2 separate regions of the Oncorhynchus mykiss genome follow, and region 2 is linked to region 1. A link is a contact called in public Hi-C data. All regions are on one chromosome and are shown on one strand. Each heading gives the region's core, a stretch centred on a gene start, on an enhancer-like site or on the middle of the called end of the contact. The rest is flanking DNA. Distances are from core to core; before and after follow the strand shown.

Region 1 (3,561 bases), core at 256-2,755:
GCGACATTGTTTATTTTTTATTCAAATCATTCCGTTGATTCTTCAAACATTGTGCAAGGAACCAGTGGGGGGCGGGGGATAATTTGCCGTTTTATATGGAAACTCGTGCTATTCTACACATTTTACCAAAATGTTGCCTTTTTTTAAAGCTAAAATAGGCCATAACTCTGTGTGATGGCTGTGACAACGGAACTGGATTAAGAGCTGTCTTGTTTGCTAAATGAACAAATGAAACAGTCCGTGACACGGTGCATAACGCCATAGAAGCACTGTGACATACGCCTCAGTGCAGTCATATTCGTGGCTTATTGGGGGTGTCGCTTTCAGTTCAATATTTTTGGGCAACGCCAACCTGTAAGAGAATTCATCCCAGTTCCGTTTCATCAAATCTGACGAACCCAGTGCACCACTTGCTAGAAATTCTATCTGATGATGTTTGCATGTTCAGGTAAAAAGACAAATCCTTCCCTGTTTGGAACAATGACAATTAAAGAGCACAACAAATTCAATCTGATTGGGTGGCCCTGTATCTAACTTGAACATAGACGAGCAACATTTGCAGCTGGCTACAGTGTATCAATAGTAGGATGGGTATCACACGTAGGCTGCGACGTACCGACATACACTGACACCATGTAACAAACTCGAGCAGCAATAACAATGTAATAATGGAGCAACACACAGCAAGGCTTCGCTGTAAAGTTAAATCTCCTTCGGTGAAGTAAACCTTGACTAGAGGTGTGTGAGTGAGAGAACTAGAGAGAGAGAGAGAGAGAGAGAGAGGGAGAGAGATAGAGCGCATTTACATTTGACTTGGTTAGACTTTACCCCTGCGCCGCCGGGCGACATGAACTTACCGAATGAAAGCAACATGTCCTAGGCTAGTTTACGAGTCAGAAAATACTGTCATTTATGTCGTGTCGTCCGCGCCAAGTGTGCCAGAACATAAACAGCACTTTTTTTCTCTCTCAACCTTGTCCTCTTAGTAAGTTAGAAAATGTGTCCCTTCAAGTTCCAAACTAAAGGGCACTTTATTTTCAATTCCTCGGCTATGACCATTAATAGGTTCAAAGCCACTATGCCAGAGACCATAGGGTTCAGCGCGCTATACCCAAACCAAAATCCATGACCTTGGCTTGGACCTGGAGTTATACTTTTCATTTGCTGTCAAAATAAACGGGAATATGCACAGTGCCCGTGTGTGCGGCGCACCAACCTGTATTGTGTTATGAAGAGTGTATAGAGTCCTACTACACATTAGTGGACAACAAAGTCCGTCCAACCGAACGACGGACAATGCCATTCGTGCGCAAAACCGAGCTTGGTATAGAAGGAACGTGTAAAGGGGAAAACGTCGTAAACTCACCAAATCGATGTATCTCTGTGAGCGCACCGATATCTTCTTCGTTTCGCTATTAACTCTCCGCCATCTTCAGCGCTGTGTTTGTTTAAATGGGAAACACTCCCGAAGCCCAAGAAGCCAGCTTGTGGCTGAGCGTTGGGGTTTCTGGGTAGAGTAGTTTTATTCCCCGTCGAACACTGTTCTTTTCGCTAGGGCAGACCTCCCGGATACGGACTACAACTACGTATGCCCCCAAGAGGAGATCTCGAGTTCTGGTGTAGACGGCTGACAGCGACGATATTAGAGCAGAAAAATGCCATGGTGTTTATTTTTAGTTAACATGAGGAGCACTTGAAAAGCAAACAGTGACTTGTTGTGTGCAAATGCCTGTATTACCTAATAGGCTGTTCTGCTATCATCTGCTCTAACATGGTCATGACGATTTGCAGAAGGGGTGTGGATTGGTCATAATGTCTAAGTAAAACTTATAACATTTACAGCAGGGATCATCAACTAAATTCAGCCGCTGGACCGATTTTTTCATGAGCGGATGGTGAGGGGGCCAGGAACATAATTGCTAATAATTTGTAGACTTCAAATTGACTGCAAGAAACTCAAACATTATATAATATTTCACTAAAACATAATCATTTCAAACCTTGCTTGCGTTTGCACATGATCACGTATCTCTCTATTTGTTATGAGTGGTAATACTTTGCGAGGTGCCATATTCAATCAAACCACTTTAACCGTGATTTTGAGTTTGATTGAACTGCTATTAAATAACATGATGCTTTGATTTAGTCTGGCAGTCTTTACGCCTTAGTGAGAGCTAACTCTGAATTGCTAGCTGTACTAATATTTTCTGGACCTGGAAAGGGCTGCGTGGTTTCATTTTGTATCTGTAGAACAGTGGGACCTCCAGGCCTGTATGTCTTATAGATGAGGCCCATATGTGGACTCAATATGGGGAAGCTGGCAGGGTCAGTGTGGACCGGTGGCGTCAGAGCCTGCATGGTGGCCTGGGGACTGGGGCACAATCTGCACAGTCGGCCCAGAACCTGTACCCCTGCCAAGAAGAGACAGGGTAGGATAGCACCAACCCGTCACCATGGTGATACCAGGCAGGCAGGGGAGTAGGCACACACACAGGCAGAGCAGAGAGTAGGGTTTCAGCTGTGCCAGGGAGGGGTAGAGATTGAGGGAGGGAGAGCGATAGGAAGAAAGTGAGAATCAGGTAGAGAGAAGGAGGAGAGAGTGTAAAAACAGATATGGAGTGGCAGAAAGGCTGGAAGATGGGTGAAGAGGGACACAGATGTATTGCTATAATTGAGTATTTAGTATATTGTATTTACTAGGATCCCCATTAGCTACTGCCAAGTACTCTTCCTAGCGTTCAAACAGCGATAAAACAATTACATCACAATAAATCAAATGAAACAGCCTACATCCTACGTAAAACAACGCATCATACAAGACGTAATTATATTATTAATCTATTAATACACATGTACAATATAAAATCCACAATACCACAACATTACAATGTACAATCTGATTTCACTGCTCGCTTGAGTTACTTGATGTGGAAGAGAGTTCCATGTAGACATGGCTCTCTGTAGTACTGCACATTTCCTAGAGTCTGTTTTGTACTTGGGGACTTTGAAGAGAACCCTGGTGGCATGTGTTGTGGGGTATGTATGCGTGTCTGAGCTGTGTGTTAGCTATTTGAACAGACAGTTTGGTGCTTTCAACACGTGAATACCTCCCACAAAGGCAAACTAGTGATGCAGTCAATCTCTCCTCTACTTTGAGCCAGGAGAGATTGACATGCATGTTATTAATATTGGCCCTCCGTGTTGATTTAAGGGCCAGCCGTGCTGCTCTGTTCTGGGCCAACTGTAATTTTCCAGTAAGACTTGTTTTGTTGATTGAGTGAGTGTGAGAGGAGAGGGAGAAAAATGGTTGGAAATACAGAAAACAAGGCAAGGAGGACAATGAGAGAAAAGGAGAGAGAGAGAGTGCAAGAGAAATAGAGGGAGAAACAGTGAGTGATGTGAATGTGCAGGGTGGGTGAAGATGAGGAGGGAGAGAGTGATAGAAAACATTAAGCAGAGCCAGTCAGAGAATTACCCAGAGAGAGAGAGAGAGAGTGCTAAAAGAAAGAGAGTGAAAGAGAGGCGACAGAGAGCGAAGGGGGAGGAATGAGCAGGAGGAGA
Region 2 (3,582 bases), core at 773-3,272, 110 kb before region 1:
AAATAAAAAGCCATCCAGGGCCTGAGGACAGAGGGTGAACACATGAAGAGTCAGTACAACAGGCCAATAAGAGGCCAGACGGTACAGACAGCCAATCAAAGAGGAGAGTCGTGACCTTTGACCTCACCTGCAGCAGGAGCGGCCCCAGGTGGTCCTTGTCGATGACCCCCTGTCCCGTGGAGGACACATCTGACTTCTGAACATCGTCATCGTTGGAGGACGCTTTGCCTGGACGAAGGAAGGAGAGCGTTCAGTCAGATATACACTACCGTTTAAACGTTTGGGGTCACTTAGACATTTTCCATGAAAATGAAAGAAATGAGTTGCAAAATGAATAGGAAATATAGTCAAGACGTTGACAAGGTTATAAATAATGATTTTTAATTGAAGTAATAATTGTGTCCTTCAAACTTTGCTTTCGTCAAAGAATCCACCATTTGCAGCAATTACAGCCTTGCAGACCTTTGGCATTCTACATTGTTGAGGTAAACTCATGCTTCCTGAAGCACCTCCCACAAGTTGGATTTGCTTGGTGGGCACACTACCATACGGTCAAGCTGCTCCCACATCAGCTCAATAGGGTTGAGATCCGGTGACTGTGCTGGCCACTCCATTATAGACAGAATACCAGCTGACTGCTTCTTCCCTAAATAGTTATTGCATAGTTGGGGGTGCTGTGCTTTGGGTTGTCCTGTTGTAGGAGGAAATTGGCTCCAATTAAGCGCCGTCCACAGGGTATGGCATGGTGTTGGTGTGGTGTTGGTATGGCATGGGGCAAAATGGAGTGAAAGCCTTCCTTCTTCAAGATCCCTTTTACCCTGTACAAGTCTCCCACTTTACCACCACCAGAGCACCCCCCCCCCCAGACCATCACATTGCCTCCACCAAGCACTCCTCCAGCATCTTTTCATTTTTTCTGCATCTCACGAATGTTCTTCTTTGTGATCCGAATACCTCAAACTTAGATTTGTCTGTCCATAACACTTTTTTCCCAATCTTCCTCTGTCCAGTGTCTGTGTTCTTTTTCCTATCTTAATCTTTTATTTTTATTGGCCAGTCTGAGATATGGCTTTTTCTTTGCAACTCCCGGAGCATCCCGGAGTCTCCTCTTTACAGTTGACGTTGAGACTGGTGTTTTACGGGTACTATTTAATGAAGCTGCCAGTTGAGGACTTGTGAGGCATCTGTTTCTCAAACTAGACATTCTAATGTAGTTGTCCTCTTGCTCAGTTGTGCACCGGGGCCTCCCACTCCTCTTTCGATTCTGGTTAGAGCTAGTTTGCGCTGTTCTGTGAAGGGAGTAGTACACAGCGTTGTACGAGATCTTCAGTTTCCTGGCAATTTCTCGCATGGAATAGCCTTCATTTCTCAGAACAAGAATAGACTGAGTTTCAGAAGAAAGTTATTTGTTTCTAGCCATTTTGAGCCTGTAATTGAACCCACAAATGCTGATGCTCCAGATCATCAACTAGTCTAAATAAGGCCAGTTTTATTGCTTCTGTAATCAGCACAACAGTTTTCAGCTGTGCTGACATAATTGCAAAAGGGTTTTCTAATGATCAATTAGCCTTTTAAAAGGATAAACTTGGATTAGCTAACAAAACGTGCCACAGGAGTGACGGTTGCTGATAATGGGCCTGTACGCAAATGTAGATATTTCATAAAAAATCTAGTTTCCAGCTACAATTTAAAACATTAACAATGTCTACACTGTATTTCTGATCAATTTGATGTTAATTTAATGGACGAAAAATGTGCTTTTCTTTCAAAAACAAGGACATTTCTAAGTGACCCAAAACTTTTGAACGGTAGTGTACCTCAGTTTACAATCAAGTACAAAGTAACAAACATCTTCTGTATAAGTGTGTGTGCGAATAAGAAAACATTTCAAGTGTGAAGAGCAGCGCTGTGAAAGGCGTAAACACTAAACACAGATCTGTGTCACTCAACATTCAAATCCACTTATTAGAGCTCCAACAACCACCAGGGGTCAGCGTTTCTCATTTTCCCCTCCGCACAAAGCACCAGGTAAGGGGAGCAACATCCATATGCAGGCTTCTCTAAGGAGCGATGGGGCTGAGACCAGGCCATGGCTGGGTGTAGACCAGAGCAGTGTAGTGTAGTGTACGCTGTGCACTAGGTAAAATCCTTCCTTCCTTCCCGCCTCCATGCTTTATATTCAGCGGGAGACTCTAGAGGGACTCGCTGAATGGCATGCATGCAGAGACCCAGGCAGGCACCAGGCAGCAGCAGTATTAATGCTGAGGCTGTCTGGAGCTGGGCTACAGGAATCATTCCATCTGATTAGGTCCCAGGGGGGAGAGAGAGCCAACACAAAGAAACACAGCCACTGCTGCCTGCCTGCCGCCAGCTCCGCTCTGAAGGTAGAGAGACAGAGAGAGAGAAGAGGGGGGTGGCAGAGTGAGGGGGAGGTGGGGGAGAGATAGAGACAGAAAGGTAGAGCAAGGGAGAGGGGGGGGTAGACAGGGAAGAGGGGTAGGGCAGAGGGAGGGAGGGAGAGAGAGGAGGATACGCTCCAGTGGTTTCCTCAATATCTTAAGATGCTAGGAGCAACCTGAGGATGCTACACTTTATTGGACTGAAATACAGAGGAGGCCAAAATGGCAAGCTGGAAGGAGGAGGGAGGAGGAGCGAGTGAACTAGTGCAGGATAACGTCGGAGAGAGGAAAGACAAGGGTAGAGGTAGACAGAAAGATAAAGCGATTGAGAGAAAGTAAGAGACAGAGAGAGAAAGAGTGTAAGAGGGAAAGGAAGAAAGAGAAAGAGGACAAATAGAGAGAAAGAAAGAAACAGACAGAGGGGTAAAAAGTGAAACCCAATGCCACTTCATTATTCACTTCCGGTAACTATGGCAACCAGTCTCCAGCAAGTCACCGCCAGCTGTACCCTCTTCCCCTTTCTGTCGAGGTGGCAGAGACCAACTGTCACCTCCCCCAGCCTCAGTCTCTGTCTCAGTTCATGCCACCTCCCACCCACTCCATTAGGCTCTGATAGATCTAGGACACTAAACTGACCTCAGATCAGTGTCTGCTTGGACCAACTTCAGCCTGCTACTCCATGCTGGTACCCCAGCCAGTGCCAATCTAATGGGGGAATGAAACGCGCTCAAAAGTACAATAAAAGTCAGTGTTGTAGTACTCGAGACCAGTCTCACACATGAGTGTCTCGGTACTCGGTATTGACTTGAGACCAGCCGAGTAAAAAACATAATTATCAGCTTCCATTCAATCATCGCAGAAAACCACTTCGCCAGGCCAAATATACAGCGCATTCGGGGAGTATTCAGATCCATTCCCTTTTTCCACATTTTGTTAAGTTACAGCTTTATTCTAAAATTGATTAAATAACACATTTTCATCATCAATCTATACACAATAACCCATAACGACAAAGCAAAAACACATTTTTATTCATTTTTGCACAAACAAATCTGAAATACCTTGTTTAAGTAAGTATTCAGAGCTCAGGTGTATCCTGTTTCCATTGATCATCCTTGAGATTTCCTACAACTTGATTAGAGTCCACCTGTGGCAAATTCAATTGATTGGACATGATTTGGAA

What was found. Hi-C and Micro-C count contacts between places; a contact is called where the count stands out from the background.
Region 2: a contact with region 1 is called in a Hi-C map of blood, with 7 times the contacts expected there. The contact joins the enhancer-like site here to the promoter of LOC110531165 in region 1. A contact is called at or near these places in 2 of 3 Hi-C or Micro-C datasets (blood and liver).

What each region holds. Positions count from the first base shown.
Region 1 is chr9:39,109,299-39,112,859 of USDA_OmykA_1.1, reverse strand. LOC110531165 (nuclear receptor coactivator 3) reads right to left here and starts at 1,505. Exons shown (of 23, transcript XM_036987940.1): 1 at 1,367-1,505.
Region 2 is chr9:39,218,836-39,222,417 of USDA_OmykA_1.1, reverse strand. LOC110531165 (nuclear receptor coactivator 3) reads right to left here. Exons shown (of 23, transcript XM_036987940.1): 6 at 128-228; 7 at 1-21. Among protein-coding and RNA genes, the nearest start is that of LOC110532020, 20 kb to the left of the region's middle. Within about 2 kb of position 2,022, at least 6 of the 11 cell types and tissues checked have an H3K27ac peak or open chromatin away from gene starts, as enhancers often do.